Linked DNA regions of Mus musculus: regions 2, 3, 4, 5 and 6 are each linked to region 1. A link is a contact called in public Hi-C, Micro-C and promoter capture Hi-C data. All regions are on one chromosome and are shown on one strand. The core of a region is the stretch at or near the end of the contact, and the rest is flanking DNA. Distances in the headings are between cores, read along the strand shown. Region 1 holds the start of Helz (helicase with zinc finger domain). Region 2 holds the start of Arsg (arylsulfatase G). Region 3 holds the start of Rgs9 (regulator of G-protein signaling 9). Region 4 holds the start of E030025P04Rik (RIKEN cDNA E030025P04 gene). Region 5 holds the start of Dcaf7 (DDB1 and CUL4 associated factor 7). Region 6 holds the start of Axin2 (axin 2).

Evidence for each region. Promoter capture Hi-C pulls out the DNA fragments that hold promoters and counts their contacts. Hi-C and Micro-C count contacts between places; a contact is called where the count stands out from the background.
Region 2: a contact with region 1 is called in a promoter capture Hi-C map of the HPC-7 cell line, with 6 times the contacts expected there. The contact joins the promoter of Arsg here to the promoter of Helz in region 1. A contact is called at or near these places in 7 of 39 promoter capture datasets (the 3T3-L1 cell line, the C10 cell line, the HPC-7 cell line and 3 more) and 3 of 115 datasets of contacts at active chromatin or transcription factors (embryonic stem cells and large pre-B cells).
Region 3: a contact with region 1 is called in a promoter capture Hi-C map of stem cell-derived epiblast-like cells, with 7 times the contacts expected there. The contact joins the promoter of Rgs9 here to the promoter of Helz in region 1. A contact is called at or near these places in 4 of 39 promoter capture datasets (frontonasal cranial neural crest, hippocampal neurons, liver and 1 more).
Region 4: a promoter capture Hi-C map of liver shows a contact between it and region 1, with 2.5 times the contacts expected there. The contact joins the promoter of E030025P04Rik here to the promoter of Helz in region 1. A contact is called at or near these places in 2 of 39 promoter capture datasets (hippocampal neurons and liver).
Region 5: a Hi-C map of CD8 T cells shows a contact between it and region 1, with 4 times the contacts expected there. The contact joins the promoter of Dcaf7 here to the promoter of Helz in region 1. A contact is called at or near these places in 1 of 39 promoter capture datasets (pre-B cells) and 1 of 484 Hi-C or Micro-C datasets (CD8 T cells).
Region 6: a Micro-C map of embryonic stem cells shows a contact between it and region 1, with 4 times the contacts expected there. The contact joins the promoter of Axin2 here to the promoter of Helz in region 1. A contact is called at or near these places in 3 of 39 promoter capture datasets (embryonic stem cells, hippocampal neurons and liver), 2 of 484 Hi-C or Micro-C datasets (both in embryonic stem cells) and 3 of 115 datasets of contacts at active chromatin or transcription factors (all in embryonic stem cells).

What each region holds. Positions count from the first base shown.
Region 1 is chr11:107,546,493-107,549,612 of GRCm38.p6, reverse strand. Helz (helicase with zinc finger domain) reads right to left here and starts at 1,680. Exons shown (of 33, transcript NM_001368755.1): 1 at 1,632-1,680; 2 at 212-267. It overlaps Gm39426 (a long non-coding RNA gene), which reads left to right and starts at 1,619. Exons shown (of 3, transcript XR_003949607.1): 1 at 1,619-1,692; 2 at 2,590-2,831; 3 at 2,946-3,120.
Region 2 is chr11:109,471,949-109,475,068 of GRCm38.p6, reverse strand. It overlaps Arsg (arylsulfatase G), which reads right to left and starts at 1,695. Exons shown (of 14, transcript NM_028710.3): 1 at 1,648-1,695. Slc16a6 (solute carrier family 16 (monocarboxylic acid transporters), member 6) reads left to right here and starts at 1,471. Exons shown (of 6, transcript NM_001029842.2): 1 at 1,471-1,821. The coding sequence starts at 1,577.
Region 3 is chr11:109,296,718-109,299,837 of GRCm38.p6, reverse strand. Rgs9 (regulator of G-protein signaling 9) reads left to right here and starts at 1,657. Exons shown (of 19, transcript NM_011268.2): 1 at 1,657-1,900. The coding sequence starts at 1,844. Gm39441 (a long non-coding RNA gene) reads right to left here and starts at 1,608. Exons shown (of 3, transcript XR_880277.3): 1 at 1,388-1,608.
Region 4 is chr11:109,142,819-109,145,938 of GRCm38.p6, reverse strand. E030025P04Rik (RIKEN cDNA E030025P04 gene) reads left to right here and starts at 1,570. Exons shown (of 3, transcript NR_037978.1): 1 at 1,570-2,120.
Region 5 is chr11:106,035,270-106,038,389 of GRCm38.p6, reverse strand. It overlaps Dcaf7 (DDB1 and CUL4 associated factor 7), which reads right to left and starts at 1,518. Exons shown (of 7, transcript NM_027946.3): 1 at 1,129-1,518. The coding sequence starts at 1,266. It overlaps Kcnh6 (potassium voltage-gated channel, subfamily H (eag-related), member 6), which reads right to left. Exons shown (of 13, transcript NM_001037712.2): 13 at 2,796-3,120.
Region 6 is chr11:108,918,828-108,921,947 of GRCm38.p6, reverse strand. Axin2 (axin 2) reads right to left here and starts at 1,599. Exons shown (of 11, transcript NM_015732.4): 1 at 1,387-1,599.

The DNA of each region.
Region 1 (3,120 bases), core at 431-2,930:
TATAGCCACAGCTAACATTTAGCTCTAGAAAAGCTTCAGTACGTATGAATAAGTGGGAGCCACTAAAAAGGATGGTATGTCTTTCCTAAATCTCGCCTTGCCTGTATCCCAGTCGGCTGACTGATCTATTTGGAAAGTAGCTTTCCCTGACCCTTGAGTTGGATACAAGAAAGAGGGGAAACAGGGTGTAGTTTTTGAACTTCAGTCTCACCTTGCACATCTCACCGGCTCTGTAGTTCATTAGTGATCAATTACTTCATCCAGTTCCTGGAGCAAACAGAAAAAGAAGATGGTATGCAACACCAGTTGGAGCTGTTACCAGTTACAAGCATTTTATAGTCCTTTAGTAAAAGAATATGGATACACTTCAAGTGGAAAAAGTTATTTAAAAAAAAAAAAAAAAAAGATACAGGATGAAGCTTTGGAGGGGAAAAAAATTTGCTTCTTTTACCTAAAATTGAAAATATTTTCTTTCAGCAACAGATTAGAAAATAGTCTTCAACCTTAAACATAATAAACTCATCTATTCTACACTGATTAGTCTTACTTTCAAAAATAAAAGAAGGGAGAAAAAAATCAAGGAGGGGGGGAAAAAAGCTATTCATATGAGTGAAGAGAGCAAAATCAAGAACAAACTAGGCCAGATAACGTCTCCCTCTTCCCCCGGCTGCTCCCGGCATCCACTATCTCTGAAGTTACACTTCTGATTATCCTAATGGCTTGTCTAAAAAGTGTAACTTTGCAAGGGAGAAAGGATGCCAATTTCGGAGCTCAACAAAAAAAAAAAAAAAAAAAAAAAAAAACAAGGTTCCCAACCCAAAAGGAATCTGAAGGCTCTGGCTTCCAGCCCTGTCTGTGAGGACCCTCAGCAAAGGCCAGGGGGCAGAAGACTCAACTCATTTTGGGGAGAGAAATCACAGTTCCTACTTAGGACTATGTGTCCGAGCCCTTGAGGGTAAAGAGAGAGAAGGAAAGAAAGGGGCCTTTGGAGACACCTCCAGGAAGAGACTGTGCATTTGTTTTTGTAGATGTGCTCACGGGCCACGCATGTCCCAGGAGGGGGGCGGGGAGAGGGGGACCACAGTGAATCTTGAGCAGAGCCCTCTGCTGGGGAGGGGCGCCCCCTGACCCACTTTCGTGCTGTCCCCTGCCCTGGGGTCGCCGCCCCACCCTGGGTGGAAATGCTAACCCGGAGGGCTGCACCGCGCGCGGCGTGGGAGGCCGCCCGCTCCCCACCCTAAGCCGCGACCCTGGGGCGCGGGGCGTGCGGGGACCCCAGGGTCGGCCCGTGCCGGAGCAGCCTCGCGCGGGCTCCCGGGTCCCCCCGAACCTCGGGCGTGTGCAAGGACCCTCGGGCCACCGCCTGGGTCCCTGGCACCTCAGCCCCCCAGCGGAGGGAAAAGGAGATTGAGGAGGGGAAGAAACAGTAAACAGCTCCAGCGTCCGGGCCTCGCCTCTGAGAGAGCCCCGCTCCCCAGGCCCTGCCGGCGGCCGGCGGGATCCCCCGCTGTCCCCGGGGCCGCGCTGTCCCGGACCCGGAGCACCCGAGGAGAGTCCGGGCCTCTCCCCGGATGGCTCTGGAGGCTCCTGAAGCGACCCGGGCAGCGGAGAACGGGGAAGTCAGGACTTACCTGTCATTACTTTCTACGCCATCTTGGATCCACTTGTCAACGTCCCCACAAAGCATTATGGGTAAGAAAGAGCCTTTAAAGTGACTCCCCCCCCCCCTCGGCCCCCGACTCCCGCCTCCCGCCGCCGGCGCCGCCCCCTCCGGCTGCACCTCCCTCCGGAAAGTTGGCCCCAGAGGCCCGCCCGGCCCCCTTCAGCGCCTGCGAGACTTCTCAAGGAACACCCCTACTCACACACCCAGTTTTCCAACTGTGCCTTTGGGGTGCTCTCTCTTCCCCCCACCCCCGTCCCTATCTCCCCCATTCCTTACGCGAGCTGCTGTCTGCCCCGCCGCGATCCTGCCCTAGTAGCCAGATACCCTACTCCTGCATTCAATCAACACGGCGTGTCCCGGACGCGGGTGGTGTGTGAGCCGGCTAGCGGATGCATAGATGTATGCAGGGATGCATGAGCGCATGAATGCGCACGCCTGCGAGCGGTTCCCCCAGCTCCAGGTCCTTGCTACCGCTCGCGCTTCCCGCCCCGGGGCATCCGCCAGGCATGTCGCACTCGCGCGCGGGGACAGTGTCGGTATCCTAAGAAGCCACTCTGGGGCCCTAGGATCCCAGGAACTCGGTGAAACGCCGAGTCAATCCGCCCGCAAAGCTGCAATTGGGATCTGGGAAGGTTAAGCTAAATGCAACTTTTACCCCAGTTTACTCGCGCGGTCCCCTCCTCTTGGCCGGTAATGTGATCTGCGACCCTCTAGGTCGGAGGACCCCCTCCCCTAGGAATGTGGCTTTAGAATTCAGCCGGGTTAGAGTCCAAATTGTGGACTGTGACTTCCCCATGCAGGTAACTCAAGAGAACCCGGCTGCAGAGTCCGGGTGGGGCGTGGATGCGCGCCTGGGCCGGGAGGGGGTCCCCCGGGTGGGTTGGGGGGTAGTGCCTACCGCGTTTCAACTGTCCTGTTCCCACAAGGCGGCGACCCCAGGCGGCGGGACAAGGTAGAGGGCGGGCGCCACGCTGGCTCTGGGCAGAGAGAGGAGGGGGATGTCCAGAGTGGCTTGGAGGCGACCAGGACGCAGGAAGTAGGAGGCGACCGTGCGCCGGCAACAGACCTTTGCGAGCATCCCGCGGGCATCTGCTTTCTGGTTGCAAGACAAGCCCAGCGCTTTCCCCGCCCCTCCCGCGTTGCTTCAGGCGAGCAACACCTAGCTCAGGTGACCACCCCTTTTGCTCCATGAAGTACCAGCTCCTTGCAGCCCTAGTCCTGCCAGAAATGTAGGTCTGTTCATTAACTCCCCACCCCCACCCTATACATTCTCTTCCTCCAGTGTCAGCACTGCTGAGTTTGAGGACCTCTAGATGCTCGCCTCCCCGGAGCAAGATTTGTGTCCAAAAGAAAATGCTCCGAGACTTCCGGGTAGATCCTGTTGTTTAGCTTTAGCGAGGGTTTAATCCCCAGTAATAAATAAATCTCCAATATACCAAAGCTTGCTGTTAAATGGT
Region 2 (3,120 bases), core at 446-2,945, 1.9 Mb before region 1:
TGAGGCTGGTGGACGGGTTGAAGCTAGGCGGTGCAGACCAGTTACAGACAGACCTTGGTTAAGAAAAAGAAGCCTGCGACAGGCGGTGGTGGTGCACGCCTTTAATCCCAGCACTCGGGAGGCAGAGGCCAGCCTGGTTTCAAAGCTGTCTTGAAAAAACCAAAAGAAAAAGAAAAAAGAACCCTGCGATCCCATCACTTTGGAGGCCGAGACAGGAGGATCTTCAGTTTTAGGTTAGTCTTGGCTTGGCTAGTGAGATCGTGTTTTTTAAAAACAAACAAACCAGGATTTGGGGGGGGGGGGGTCAAATATAAGTTTGAAGCCAGCGTGGACTACACCTGTCTGGGATGGGGTAAAGGTTTAATTATTCCCACAAATTTGCCAGTTATTATTCAGTGGTAGCCTGGCTGGACTACAGTGACCAGAGTAACACACTCTGCACCAATACACCTGCCTCCTCACTTAGCCACACCAGAGCCTATTGACAGCACTGGGTGACTGCATTCCCAAATCCTGGGGGAAATGACAGAGCAAGGAAAGGTTTTTATTAAAATTTTGAACCGGTGCTCCTCCCGGTGGGTGGCGACCCTTCAGGCACACTCCCAAAGTAGGTTCTCTGCAGTTTCTAACATCAGAAAGACAATCTCTGAGCCACAATCAACCGACGTGGGTTGCCTAAGTCTGAGGGGGGAAGGGGGGGGAATGCAGAGGAACAGGGCTTTTGCTGTGAGGCAGTACCCAGTTTTTCTCCAGAGGTGTGAGATGGAGTCCAGGAAACCAACTTTGCGCCCCCTCTGGCTCTGAACAGTCCCTAATCCTCAGACACGCGCTGTCCTCAGGAATAACTCGGGCTTCTCCGGAAGCATCCATTTAGTTCATAGTGACCTTTGGGATCAGGGGGCTTGGAGGTTTGGGGGTCTCGATCCCCCCAGAAGCCTCCTGGGGGGGGGGGGGGTTAAGGCTGCCGTGCACCTGTGCTCACGCCGCCTCCCGCCTAGGCGGGTGCGCGCGCACGGAGAAGCGGAGATGCTGACTCAGCCAGGCTTCTCCCATCTCTTTCGCGCAGCGCGGATGCTGGCGGCTGGTGGCTGCTGCGGCTGCAAACAAGGCAGCACGGGGAGGGGAGGCGGGGGAACACGACAGTGCACCGGCAGCAACCCAGCCGCGGGCTCCTTAGGGCCCATTGCGGCACTTCCCCCCGCATGCCCGGAAGGGGAACTGGCGGGGCGCGCGAGTTGACGAAATTTGGGGGGGAAGTGGTCTCTAGAGGAGGAACTCGGGATCCCGCGCGTGCTCCGCTCACACCCAAACTGGAAGGAACCTGTTCAGTCCGGGACCAGGGACGCGCGGGACCAGCCCAAACGCGCGCCTCCCCTGCCCTCCCAACCCCCCCTCCCCAGCCTCCTCACTGGCTCCCCAAATCCTCAGGGCGCGGGCGGACCCGGGAGCTGCGCTCGGAGAGGGGGTGCAGGGGCGCACTCGGTCGCCCCGGGCTCGATCGCGCTCCCGCTCGCACTGCAGCTAAGTGCCGGGGTCCGATCGGGCCGGGATCACACGGGCACGCGCGGATGAGGGGATGAGGGCGTCGGGCCAAGGACCCCAGAGGCGTCGGCGGGGATGGGCGACCCGCGATGACAGCGCGGTTACCTTCCGTGACCCCCAGCCCCGGCAGCCGGCAGGCGGGGCGCGTGCCTTGCGCGGCCCCGATCCACGTGGGCCCGCGCGCGCGCACCAGGCCGGCCCCCTCCTTGCAGGCGCTCGGCGCTCCCAGCACATGGTCGGCGGCGCGCCCCCGAGGCCGGCGGAGACCGGCTGCAGCCGGTATAGGATAAGAGATAGGCAGAGAGAAGCGGGGCCGGGGCGCGGGCGGCGGCACGCACGGCCCGGGAGGAGGCGACAGGGTTGGGGGGCGGGGGGAGGGTGTGGCTCGGGTGGCCGAGGCTGGCGTGGGTTGGGGGCCAGGGTACTCCAGGCTCCCCGCCCGGAGCCAACTTGATAGAGACTCTGGCCCACGCCCTAAGGGGTTAAACCTTTTTCTCATGTTACGGAGCGGTTTATAAGAAGGCTCCGGAGGCCCAGCCTCCGCCTTATTGGGTGCCTTTTGGGGTTTATTCTCTTCCCTTCTAACTTGGTGAGTTGGTTTTATTATTTTACACGCTTAAAAGTTTGATTGTGGGGTATGGGTGTTTGTTTGTTTGTTTTTTAATATGTGTTGGGGCCTTTTTTTTTTTTTTAAGGGCGGGGAGGAGGAAAGCTTTTAACATTTTAAAGAGGTTAATCCGAAAAATATTCTGACAGTTGGGAGTGTTCGGAGCCACTGGGATGACGCGCTCGGGCAGTTGTGGGCAACTGAGAGTTGAATGTCCATGACCCTAAGTATAGATGGGTTCCAGGAAATACCTTAAAGGGTGCCCTGGCCTTTGATCGTCCCCAACCCGGGGTGAAAGGAGCCAGGCTGTGAGGCGAGTCCGGCGACCGTCTCAGACCCTCTCTGGATTTTCCTCATGAAGTTGCCGGCGCGTCAGCAGAGCGAAATGTCAGAGAGGTACCTTCCTTCCCCGGGCTCGCGCGCGCACCCAAGGCGGCCACTGAGGCAGCACGAGGGAAAAGTGGAACTTCGGGTCTCCATCCCTGTTACCCCCCTCCCCAGGGCGGTCCCGGAGAGAGACAGATTTCCCTTCGGAGCGTGGGTCCCACACCTTGCCGGGCTGCACTGTCACCCGCTTGCTGCCTGCTGGTCGGTCCCGCACAACTTCCAAGGTCCGCCGGGCTACCAGCGGCAGCAAAGTGTCGTGCAGCTGAACGGCTCCAGGCGTGGGGGGAGAATGATTTTAAAGAGGAAATAGGTTAATTTCCTTCTGGGTTGTTCTCAATCCCTGCACCGCAGCAGACAAGTGATAGAAGTTTGTTAGATGGCGTGTAAAAATGTCATCGAACAACAGGGTAGGGGGGAAGATCGTAGGAATTGAGGAACCCATTACAACTCCTTAACCTGGAAGCTGGTGGTTTGTACAGCTAGGCACTGTGCTGGCTGCTTTTGACGGGAAGGGGATTTCTACCTTAGGATTGAGATTTCAGCCTCTGGTGATCTGACTGGTTTTTTTTGTTTGTTTGTTTGTT
Region 3 (3,120 bases), core at 408-2,907, 1.8 Mb before region 1:
ATGTCCCATCTCTCTGGCTCTGGTTGACATCTGCAAAGGTAATATAATAAATACTCTAAGAAGCGTAACCTAAGCTTTGTGGAACCACATCGCAGGCTGAGGACCAGCCTCTGGTACACCCACCAAGCATCTCTGGTCCAATAGGCTAAGAGAAAATCCTCCAAAATATGACTGCTTCACAGGGAAGCTTGAAAGAAGAGATGACAGTGAGCAGCATGCTCTCTACGACGGCTCCTATTCTAGAGCTGAGCACAATTCCTTACATTTTCGATTTTCCTCATTGCTGAATGACTTAAGCTCCCAATCCACCCCCTTAGGAAATCACCTCTATTTTCCTTACTCAGAATTTATAGAACTAAGAAATGCTGGCTTTATTTGCTTATGTGTATTCCGTGTAACACTAAACCCAGAAGTTGTTCCATGAGGAAACGTCAAGACATTGCAGCTTTTTCCTGGGATCCCAGCTCACATAAGGAACACGCTTCTCAGAGGTCTGGTATGATTGGCAGAAACCCCGGTCCTCTGCATCAACCCATCCCTGGAGAGCTCACATCCTTTTCACTGAAGTTTGTGATGTGGGGGCTTCTGCATGGGGCCCAGGGGAAACGAGCACTTTGACATTGTTTGCAAACTGGAGTCAGTGTTATGTGAACATGTGTGTGAGCATGCTTTCTGAGAGTGTCCACAGCGTTCAACGGATTCTTACAAATAAATGTGCCTGAAAGGAAAAAAAAATAGTGGATAAGGGCTTAGATGCTAAAGGTATACCAGTTGACTGAGCACCACTAAGGCGAATCCCTTTGTTCTTTTTCAACTTAAACATGCGAGATGCGACATTGTATATCTATCCTGCTTGTGTAGACTAAGTGGAGGCTTCATCCTTTTTTTTTTTTTCTGGATATATGCCAATATAGGCTCATCAATTGGTGACACATACCAATCTCCCCAGACAGGTTGACCCTGGAGGGGGGTTATGAATGTGTGGAGCAGGTGGCCACTCTGGAGGCATCTATTCTGTCCCATCTGCCCAATTTTTAGGTCAGTTTAAAAGTTCCTTTAAGAGTCTATTAAAGACAAACAAATACAAGTATCGGGAATTAGAAGTAAAATATAATTTGCCTAAGGGCACACAGTTAGCTAAAGAGTGTCTATGGGCTTCTTCACTTCTTCCTCTCTTGAAACCAACATCTTACTAGTTAGTCTATTTGTTAGGCCAATTAATAAAAGTCTACATCTGGTATTTTTTTTTATCTTAAATATCTATCTAGGAACAATCACAGCGTTGCTCACTTATCTATTAGAAGCTTCATGGACACTTCTATTGGATACCATGAAACTGTTTAAAATTTTCTCTTCTCTTATAAAGAAATTCTTAGCGCTGACTTACCCAAAGATGTCCAACTCTCCTGCAAGCTGGCGTCGGAAAGCTCCTTTCCCACTGTGCTCTGTCTCACTTCTGTATATAAAGAGATTAACAGGCTCACACACCTTGGGGCAGATGCTCTAGCTTCAGCATCCCTGATCTGGCCTTCCTACCTGAGGTTTGGTCCAGGTGGAGCCGGACGCCGCCCCCTGGTGGCAGGTGGGAGCCCGCGCAGTGCATGCTAATGAGCGCGCGGCGCTGCTCGCTGATTGGTTGGCGCGAATTCCAGCTGCTTTGCATGTCGGCGGGTGCGAGGGAGAGTCGAGGGGTGGAGGGCGGTATTCTGGGCCCTGCGCGCTCCGCTCTCTGTGCCTCCCGGTCTACGCCCAGGCTGGGGCAGACCAGGCTGGCTTGTGAACTTGGGGGTTTCCCCTTTCGCTCCCATTCGTGTTGTGGTCGTGAATTCATCCAGGGTCCAGAATGACGATCCGACACCAAGGCCAGCAGTACAGGCCGAGGATGGCATTTCTCCAAAAGGTACCCTGGGAATCCCCATCTGGACCCTGGCAAGTGGGCGGGGACCCAGTATGTGGAGTGTCCAAGGGAAGATTGGGCAGGGGCAGAGGGCGTCCATCTAGGTCGATCCGCGCTGCCCAATTTTACTAAATGACTTCTATGTGGCTCTATGTGTTGTATTTAAAAACCATAATGATTGGGTTTTCGCGTAAACTGTAGTGGAGAATTCGAAGGCAGCCGTGATGGTCTGCTGCAGGCCAAAAACAACCTGTTACTCAGGAGAGTGCTTGAAGCTGCGCGGTGATTTGAGACAGCCTATATTGTTACAAGGAATCGGCTATTAAATGAACATTTCCCCCAATACTAAACAGCAGGATTTTTAAGTGTGTGTATGCCTGTGTGTATAAAAAGACCAGGAAAATGTGATTTGTGGGATCAAGAGCCTCCCCTGATCCCAGGATGGCAATCTGTGTGTTTTCTGTATAGTTAGAACCGTTTCTTGTCGATGGCTAATGGCCAGAACAGGGTGTCCGTTCCCGATGGACATGTGGGAGGTGGAATGTACCTATGGGGTGACGTGTTTGGGGACAAAGTGGTTCATTTAGTTCTGGGCTTTTAAGTTAGACAGTGTGGGAAGAGACACTCACAGGATTAAGTCCCAGGTCACTTGTCTGCCCTACCTCTGGCTCATGCCACTTTTCATAGGATTATCCTGTTGAGGGAATTAGCCCGATGGATGTTCTGTGACAAGCTGGGCCCTCCCTGCCTTGAGCCTCTGGAGCTTAGCAACTGGGTGCAGTTGGTGACTAAGTATCCTAATCTACAAGATGTTAAAAGCTGGACAGACCTGGGCACACCAGGACATTCGGCACACCTGGTCATCTCCCCGAGAAGCCAGATAGAAGAGATGTAAGGGCCATGCCGTAAACAGAAGGGAACACTGTCTCACTCAGGAGAGTAGACAGTGCAGCTCCCAGCTCCTGAAAGGACAAGAGGCTGCCCAAGTCTGGTGGTCCAAAGTCGAACGTCATTTTCAGATCGTGTCTAGGCTGGTCTTCTCCTGCCGTGCAGGACGGCCCTGGCTTGGAGCTTAGAGCACCTATCTGTAGCACTCGTGTGTTTATCACTCCCATGCATCCTTTCCCTTGGCCTTCTGAGTGGTGTCTTGCTCTCCAGCATCCTCCCCCCACACCCCCGGCATGCTGTACCTCCACACAATCTTCCTCAGCTCCTCCTCAGAC
Region 4 (3,120 bases), core at 321-2,820, 1.6 Mb before region 1:
TTGTCTTGACCAACAGGCAGTAGCAGTGGTAGTTCATGTTGCAGATTTGAGAGGTTCCTAGAGGCTGTGCAATAAGTCCAGGGTTCAGAAGCACAGTGCTGGAGTCCTGGGCACTATTCATAAGCAGAGAGGGTCACTCAAAAAGCCCTTTTAGAACCGAAGGCCTGTGAGCATGTAGCTCTGACCATGGTCCTAGCAGTCCAAATGGTCCTTGTGAAGATAGAAGGAGGACGTGCTTAAGAGAACAACTACGGAAGTATTTCAGCTTGACTGGGGCAGACGATATTGACAAGAAGGCATCGGTTGGAGACAAACATGAAATACTTACTGGCCTTAGTAGGCAGATGATTCCAGCCATGATCTTAAGGTCTTACATGGTAAGGATCCTAAGATGAGTTGCTAACCTGACTCCAAATCAGACCTTACAGAGAACAGCCAAAGGGTCTGGAAAAGAAAGGAAGTGAAGCCCACCTCCAAGAGTTCCAAAGGATGGAGGGTCTCATTCTGCATGCTTGCTTGGCGAGGTTACGACAAATGCCTGGCTCGATTCCAAGTTCCTAGAAACAATGTTTACAAGATAGTGCCTTTGTTCCTCAAGAAGTAAATACATAGAATCCCAAGTCCAAGCCAGGCGAAGGCCATTGCAGTTCTGTTTCCCTCAGTCCTAAGAGTCTAGCACTCCAAGGACATGGGATGGACGCTAATAACCAAGCTTTATACAGCATCTGGCAACGGCACTCATAAAATCCAGAGAGATTACACGGCCTGGGAAATGGTGCAATTAGTTAGATTTATAACCAGCTGACAGATTGTACCCAAAGGATGCTGATAAACAGGATATAGAATCTCCTAAATGGAGACCTTCAGGAATGAGACAGATATCGTCAATAAGTAAGAGTGGGCTGTGTGCCTGATAACAGGGGACAGTTGGGACAGAGGCCAAACAGAGAGCCTGTGTATCGACTACCAGATGTGCTCATTGCACGAGTCCCAGGTAGAGTGCATAGTCTACAACCTACATAACTGTATACAGCTGCTCCAGCTGTTGGGTTGTGGTTCTGGTGTTGACATAGCTTCAATCGTTCAGGAGAAGCTTTAAAAAATAATCCAGTGTTGGCCACTAATTCAAAGGTAAAATAAAAAAGAAACATAAAATATTATTCAGTCCAAACATAGCACATCTGCAGGCCTCATCTGGCAGCTGGACCATCAATATGTGAACTCTGACCCCAGAAAGATTTTCAGTAGCATGGGGCTGTGTCATGTGTCCACTTCTATTCAACATGTTTATCAATGACTTAGATTAAACTCTAGAAAATATGAGGGTCAAATTGATTATTGATCCAAAGCCAGAGACACAGCTGGATGGCCAACTCTGGATTCTCAATCACTTCAAGAGACAGAGACTAGGACTGGGTTATGCAAGAGGACCTCTGGAGTAAACAAACGTTAGATCACGTCCTTGGGCAGGGTGTGTGTGTGTGTGGGGGGGGACGGGACAGGGACTGATCCACACAAGAACACATGACTTACCAGAGCACGTGGTAAGAGGGGAAATGCTGCAGAGTCTTTGCTGCCCACAGATCAGCAAACACACACTGGTGTGATGTGGTTGCCAAGATGAGAAGGAATTTTCAGCTTCACCAGGGGGAACAGATCCCATTCTGCTGGGGCCAGTGGCAGCTGGAGCTTTGCCCTTGGTTCTGGGAACGCTCTGAGATGGATGACTGCGAGATTTGCAGCAAGGAGGGCAAAGGGATTGAGCACTACTCAAAAGGAGAGTGAGTAGCTAAAGATGTTAGGGCTTCCTCCTCCCTTAGAGAACAGAAGTCTTGGCGTGTAACTCCTGGGCTCTGACATCTGGGGAGTTTCGAATGGATGTCTCAGACAACACCAAAGAAGAAGAAAAAAACATACCAAGAACCAGAGTTTAGTCAACCCTTCAGATACTGCGTAAGCATGTCTCAGATTTGGGGGAAGGACTGTCCCCACCTCACCCCTGGGAGCAGCAGGAGGTGGGTCAACTTCAGCCAAGACCAGGATGGAAGGGATCCGACTGTTAGACGCGTGGCCGTCAGAGACACAGAGGACACAGCTAATAGGATGCAGAAAAGGCCCAGGTGAGAGTTAGCTGTGACATTTTTTTTTAAATAACCACTGAAACTAAATAGCCACATACAAACTTCTAACTTTGGCTGGTAAGGAACAGCGTATCAAACGAATTTAGGAGGAGGGGCCCGAGGCCAATGGGTACTTAGGAGACATCAACATGACAAACCATAGTTTCAAAAGTGGGGTTTCAAGTCGGGCGTGGTGGTGCACACCTTAAATCCCTGCACTTGGGAGGCAGAGGCAGGTAGATGTCTGTGTTTGAGGCTAGCCTGTTCTACAAAACGAGTTCCAGGACAGCCAAGGCTATACAGAGAAACCCTGTCTCGAAAAAAAAAAGTGGGGTTTCTTCTGGGGTTTCTTCACCGAGGACTTCAGGAAGACACCTCATCTTTTTCCACCTTATGTATCTCAGAGGGCCACACTTCCACAAAGATAATTTTTCTCACCAAGTCATGAGAACACTCCCCGTTCTAAGAATGTAGGAACCCATTGCTCTTCCCTCAGAATAGACTGGAATCTCTTCACAAAGCATTGAAATACAACATCTTCTTTCAACGACTGGAGGTAAAGCCCATTCTAGTGTCACAGAGGGGAGAAGGGGATCTCGGAGCGCTACATGGTTGCCTGAGGTCGTGGAGGTCTAAGTCTGCTCTAGCAAGCATTATAAGTGCCCCTCAGAGCAAGAGTCAGCAGACTCCAGGGGAGGCACAGGATCCCAGCTACAGACCGACTTCTGATTCTTTGCTCTTTCATAGGCCTTCACGCCAAATGTCCTGCTATAAAACAAAGGGCCTTCCCATTAAGAACTGGCATCATACTTGGCACGATAGTATATATCTGTAATCCCTGCAGTGCCCAGGAGGCTGAAGGAGGACTTTCCTGAGTCTGAGACTGGCTTAGGTTCATACAATGAGTTAAAGGTCAGCCTGTGCTATAGAGTGGGCACACACACACACACACACACACACACACACACACACACACACACACAGAGAAAGAGAGAGAGAG
Region 5 (3,120 bases), core at 269-2,768, 1.5 Mb after region 1:
TTTCACCCTTTTCTCAAAGAAGATGCCAAAAAATGGTGACCCTTTCCCAGAGAAACACATGTGCTCCCGAAATACCATAAACAAACCTAAAATGCTCAAATGTTTTCACCTGACCCTTCACATATAAAACAGAAGCCCTCTCCTAGATCACTGTGGGTCAAAAATAATAAAATCTGGTTTGTTCAATGCCTTATAGCTAAATCCTAGACCACCTACTTCTTCCACTGCTCCCACCATCTTGTCATTTGTCTCCAGTCTGATGTTCATAAGAGTAAGGCAGAGTACTGGCTATAAATACCACTGGCCAAAGCTTTCAGTATCTCTGATTACTGTCATTCATTTTTTTTTTTTTAACTCAAATTACAACAAAAGAATGAAGGTAAGAGATTAGGGAAAGAAAATTCTTCTCAATACTTTCAAACCTATACCCTGCATATAAAAATTCTCTCCTTCTGCCAGTGTTTTGATGAAGTGATGATGTCCAGCAATGCTGCAAATGAATGTGTAAAGAACCACGAAAAGAACAGGTCAAACGTCATCTTTCTCTATTCAGAAATAATGGCGGGATAATGCCACAGACTAAGGTTTCCAAGGATAGGCTGTTTGGGGGAGGGTGAACATCAAGGAGCAAAACCAATGACCAATGACAACCTAGCATTAGGGCTCTGTATCCATGAGAAACACCTGAGATGGGGAAGATCTTGCAATAAATAGCCCTAACAGAAATCTCGCGTGGCCAGGAATGCACGACCACCAATCCAAGCGCCGCATCTTCCTCCACTGCCTCTCTCCCGCCCCCCACCTAGCAACAGAAGCACTGCGACAGGAGTGGGGGAAATGAGAGGGACGGAGGACATAGCTTTGGGGGTGTGACTCCGATCTGAAACCTGCTACTACCATCGAAAATCTTATCTGCCTCAGGCATGTCACAACACCGTGCCTCGGTTTCCCCCGGCTGTCAAAACTAAATAAGAGGCAACGAGTGTGACAACCTCAGCGACAGGACCACAGAGGACCCACCCCCTTGTTGTGGTCAAGGCGAGTTTGCAGGAGAGTTGTGGGGACCGGGGCTGCCGCCCACCTCGAGCGTTCCCCGCCGGCTACACGCTGAGCCCCGGCACAACTCACCTTGTTGTTGTACTCTTCCACGAAGCTGCCCAGCGCCAGGCGAAAGCGCTTGTCCGGCCGCACGCTCCAGTTCATGGCGTACACAGTCCAGGGCGCTTCATATTTGTAGATCTCCTTCCGTTTGCCGTGCAGGGACATGGTGGCGGCTGGGCCGCAGAGCCGGCCAGAGAGGCAGCGGGCTGGGGCACAAGACAGGCGGGGACCCGGGCTTGGGTCCGCGGGTCCGAGGGGAGGCGGGGCCGGGGCGGTCAAGAACGGCCTAGCCCTCCAGCGGGTCCTCGGCTACACACACTCACACTCGGCCGGGCCCGACCACCAGTTTCAAACCAGCTCGGGCAGCGCTACCACCTTCCGTTTGGGATGCCGGCCCGCCCTCTCGGAACGGAAGCCACGCGACCCCGCAGCGGCGACGAGCGTTGGCTGCCGGGTACGTCCTTTCCAAACTGTTCCTTCTTTTCATTGGTCGACACAGTTGTAGCGCCCGCGCCCTCCTTACTATTGGTGAAAATGTTTGTCATTCTGCTCATTAGCCCCGCCCAGCTCCTGGAGGCGGGCTCTTTTGAAGTCCCAAAGATCATTGGCTACCCAAGATGTCAGTCAAGGGGATAACGGCGCAGTGCGGGTGAATGGGGGCGTGGGTGGCATGGGGGCAAGTGTGCCCCTCTACTGATCCAAATTCTAGGCCAAGAGTAAAGCCTGCTATTTCTCCTCTGCTGCTGCTGTTCTGATCACCTCTCTCCACTGACAGTAACTGTCAAACCTACCTTCATGGAGGACCACCTGCGTTTATTACATCTCCCTATGTCCGGCGGTCCCTCAGTCTTTGCCAAACGGGAACTCTCTCCAGCTCCAATGCCCACCTTTTAACTGTTCTCTTTCAGGCATGATAGAAACGTCCAGGGACAGGCTAGATTGATTAAGGCTTTCCTGCGCTTTCCTACAGACACTAAAGAGACTCCTGAATTCTGGGATCGATTTGCAAATGACCTGGCTATTAGTCACTTACCTTCTTCCTCTGGGATGTTCAGAAGCCAAATGGTAATCCAACTTTAAATGCTTATATGCCATGAGTTTGAAATGCAGAAAAACCTGGATCTAGGTACACCAATATAAATGTAAATTCTTTCAACGATATTGAAAGGGGTTGTATTGAATTGTTAGGCAGTACTTTAAAACACGTTAATTTTACGTGTATTTGTATGTGCCCGAGTATAAGTAAGTGTACTACATGTGAACAGTTGCCCACGGAGGTCAGAAGAGGCATTCAATCCCCTGGAACTGGAGTTAGTTACAGATGGGAATCCAACCCAGGTCTGCTGCAAGAGCATCCAGTGCCCATAGGGCTATCCTACCTCTCCAGTCTGTAAAATACAATTTTTAATGGATACAAACACTTGGAAGCCTTGAGGGACAATAGTATACACTTATCAACCATCTTTTAGTAATGGCCACCTGTATGAACAAGTCTACTGGGCACTTTTATTTTTACATAGAGCCTAGGCATGGTGTTACACACCTCTAATCCAGCTCTTGGGAGGTAGAGTCAGGAGAACCAGAAAGTCACTCTTATCCTGGGCTACAGAGCCAATTAGAGGCAGCCTGGGCTAGTTGAGAATCTGTTTCAAAATAATAAAAGTTAAAAGAAAATTAACTGGATACCTAGGTGTGTATTTTATTGAAACGTTTTATTTCTGTGCATATCAGGAAATTTGGTCCATAGTTTTCTATTGGTTACATCATTTCTGATTTTTCAGTGGGTTAATAATGGTCTTGTAGTACAATCTTAGCGGAGGTCTATCTATCTATTTTACGGAACAGGTCTTTTTTGTTTTGTTTTGTTTTTTCGAGACAGGGTTTCTCTGTATAGCCCTGGCTGTCCTGGAACTCACTTTGTAGACCAGGCTGGCCTTGAACTCAGAAATCCGCCTGTCTCTGCCTCCTGAGTGCTGGGATTAAAGGCATGCGCCACCACGCCCAACAGAAAAGTTAACT
Region 6 (3,120 bases), core at 350-2,849, 1.4 Mb before region 1:
CCCGTCCCTCCCCGGCCCAACTGCAAACGAAAGCCTCCAGAGTCCCGGTATGCCGTCCACCAGGAGCGAGGCCGGAGACCCCGGAGCCCGGATGGGGGTAACTCCCTGGTGTCAAGCCTCGCAGAGGTTCCCGCAGAAAAAGGCACGGAAAGCAACCGCCTAGTCCAGAAATGGCGACGCGCGGAGTCTCGGCCTCTCCGCAAAAGGGGCGGCAAGGAGGAACGGGGGGACGGGAGCGCCCTGGGCTCTGGCCGGTTCTACCCTCAGACTGAGCCTTCACCAGCGCTCCCGGCACCTAAGCGCGGACCCGCGGATGGGAGGGGGAGACTAGTGGGGAAAGAAGTGGGAGGGGGCGGTGGAAGGGCGGGGAGGGCAAGCGGGGGGCGCCGCCACCCTTTCATCCCACCTTCCAAAAGCACTCGCATGAACACGCACACCCCAACTCATCCACACCCACGGCGACTCGACCCCCGAGGGCGAGCTGCCCGTCTCCGCCTCCGTCCCCAACGCCACTTGGAGAAGTCTCCCTGACCGGCCCCCCGCCACCCCGGACCCCGCGCAGGGGAGGGGACTCCAGCTCACCGCGCGCAGGGCCGCCCGGCCAAACCCCCCGGAGCGCTGGGCGCCGAGCCCGCCGCTTCCCCTCCGCGCGGGCCCGGAGCGCGCCCCGAAATAGCCGGCCTGCCAACTTCAAAGCGCCGCCCCGCACATCAAAGCGCGCCGGCCGCCGGACCGCCGCGGCCTCGGCACTCACCATTGATCCGCTGGCGCACTCCTTGCGGAGACCTCGCAGGCGCCGCGGGCAGAGCCCCTGCCCGGGTCCCCCGCTGGACTCGCAGAGGCTGCCCCGGGGCCCCCCCGGGCCCGCCCGGGCGTGGGGAACATGAGGAGTCTCGCGGAGGCGGAGGAGGGGGTGCACGGAAAACAACGATCCCGAGGTCTGCGCCGGGTTTTTTTTGGGGGGGGGGATCGTGCGCCCCGCTGCCCCTTTTATGCAAAAGATCCGAGTGGGCCTCCGCCCCCACCGCGGCCGCCCCCGGCCCCCGCCCGGCCGGCTTTCAACCCAGGTCCTGTTTCCAGCAGTCACTAGGCGCACCAAATGTCCTCCGGGCGCTTCCAACAAAAACTGCGCTGTGGATTTAACTGTGCACTTCAAAGGCGCGAGCCGAGCGCACGGTCCTGGAAGGGAGGTATGCGAGCCGCACCCGGGCCAGCCCAGCGCGCTCCAGCGCCCCTTTTGGGGGGCCGTGCAATCCGCACCCCTCTACTACCCCGGCCTGCTCCCGGTCGCCCCCTCCCGCGGCCCCGCGCCCCGCTGCCAACCGCCCCCGGCCGCACGGAGCTTTCTTAGAAACGGCTGCGACGGGACCGAGCCTCCGACCCCACCTTTTACAGCAAAGCTCTCCTTTGGGGAGGCGGACGCCTCGGCCTCCGGGTGGCCCCGAAATCCATCGCGAACGGCTGCTTATTTTTATTTCCCGGTTCTTGGGCTGTTACTGAGTTGCCAGGACCTTATCAAAGCGCAGCCGGCTCCAGCCGACTCCCCCGGGCCGGGCTCGGGGAGCCAGTGATCCCGCCGCGCCAATCACAGAGGCGCTCGGCCGGCCCGCGCGCCGCCCGCCTTAAAGGGACAGCGCGCGCCCGCTCTGCCCCGCCCCGGCCCGGCCCCCGTGGCACACTCAGCTCCCGCGTTAACCCTTCCTTGGCCCTCGTCTGCCCCCCGCCGGCTGCTGGCGGCCCCGGGGTGTTCTCGGCCGGAGTTCTGATTGATTTCATGTTTCAAGTTCTCCAGCCTCTGCTCATGTCTCCTCCCCCTGCCTACCTAGCGCTCTCCAGCTCTAGAATGCCAGTTTCTCTCTGGCCATTGCAAGAACTGCAATAAAGCACCCGCCCCCCCCCCGCCCCCCTCCATCAAATCAAACACGTTCCTACCTTTTTTCAAATTTCCCTGGGAATTTGGAGAGCCTTCTGGTAGGAGCTAGATCCGCTGGCCAATTCTTAGGGCGTACTCTGACTCAGAAGGCATGATGTGTGTGTATGTGTGTGTGTGTGTGTGTGTGTGTGTGTGTGTGTGTGTGTGCACTTGTGCTCCAGTATCTATTTGCACTAATATAGAAATAGTTTGTGGACAGTTGTGTTTGGATGAAGATGGGCGGTTGTGAATTTGTCTCCACAGTGGAATCAAGGTGCGCACCTCAGTTCCCCAATATTGCAACCTTACACATCAGTCAGCACCTTCCTTGCACACTCATGGACCTCTTTCCCCAACAAATCCGTGCCCACCACACTCTCCCAAAGGGCTGCCACCATCCCATATGTTACTTATTAAACAGCCGTGGAATGCCTCCCACACATACGCGGTGTTAAAGTATTAAAAATTCACCCCACTGTCACCTTCGAATTCCTTTCCACATTCTCCCCAAAATATTTATAAGGCACGGGCCTTAAAAAAATATGCCATAAGTTCAGAACACTTATTCATTCATCTGTTGTTGTAGAGCATTTCCCCGTGGATGAGCTGATAAACTTGCGGGGGGGGGGGGGGGGGGGGAATGGAAGTGAGTAGGTAGCCTGATAGAGTTCTTACTTCACAAACGCTCAGTTCCGCCCCAACCCCTGCACCACATAAGCCAGAGTTGGTGACACATGGCTGCCACCCCAAGGTAGAGCCAATCAATAGAATGAGAATTCCAAGACCAACTTAGTAAAATGGAAGCCAGCCTGGGCTACCTAAGGCTCAATCTCTCAGAGACAAAGCAGTAACACAACAGCAGCAACAAAATATCAACAGCGGAGCCCAGGGCAAAGTAATCCAAAGAGAGGAAAGCCGAGAGAAGCAAGGGCCTGGCCTTCTGAAGGGAGGGCGAACATTCCGCTTTGGAGACTTTGAAACAGGTAAGAAACATGGCTGTCCAAAGAGGGAAAAGTGTCCCCCATGTTCTACTGGAGAAAGAACCCGGGCTGCAGCAAAGGGCCAGAGAGCTCACACACCTTAGGCCTCAAATTCCACAGCCTAGAAAGGAGGCCCGGTGGGTCTCATCCTCCTGCTCTTCCTCCATGGTCAATGTACCTGGGTTTCCTTGCAACCAGAGCTGACCTCTCTAAAGCCAGCAGTCCCGG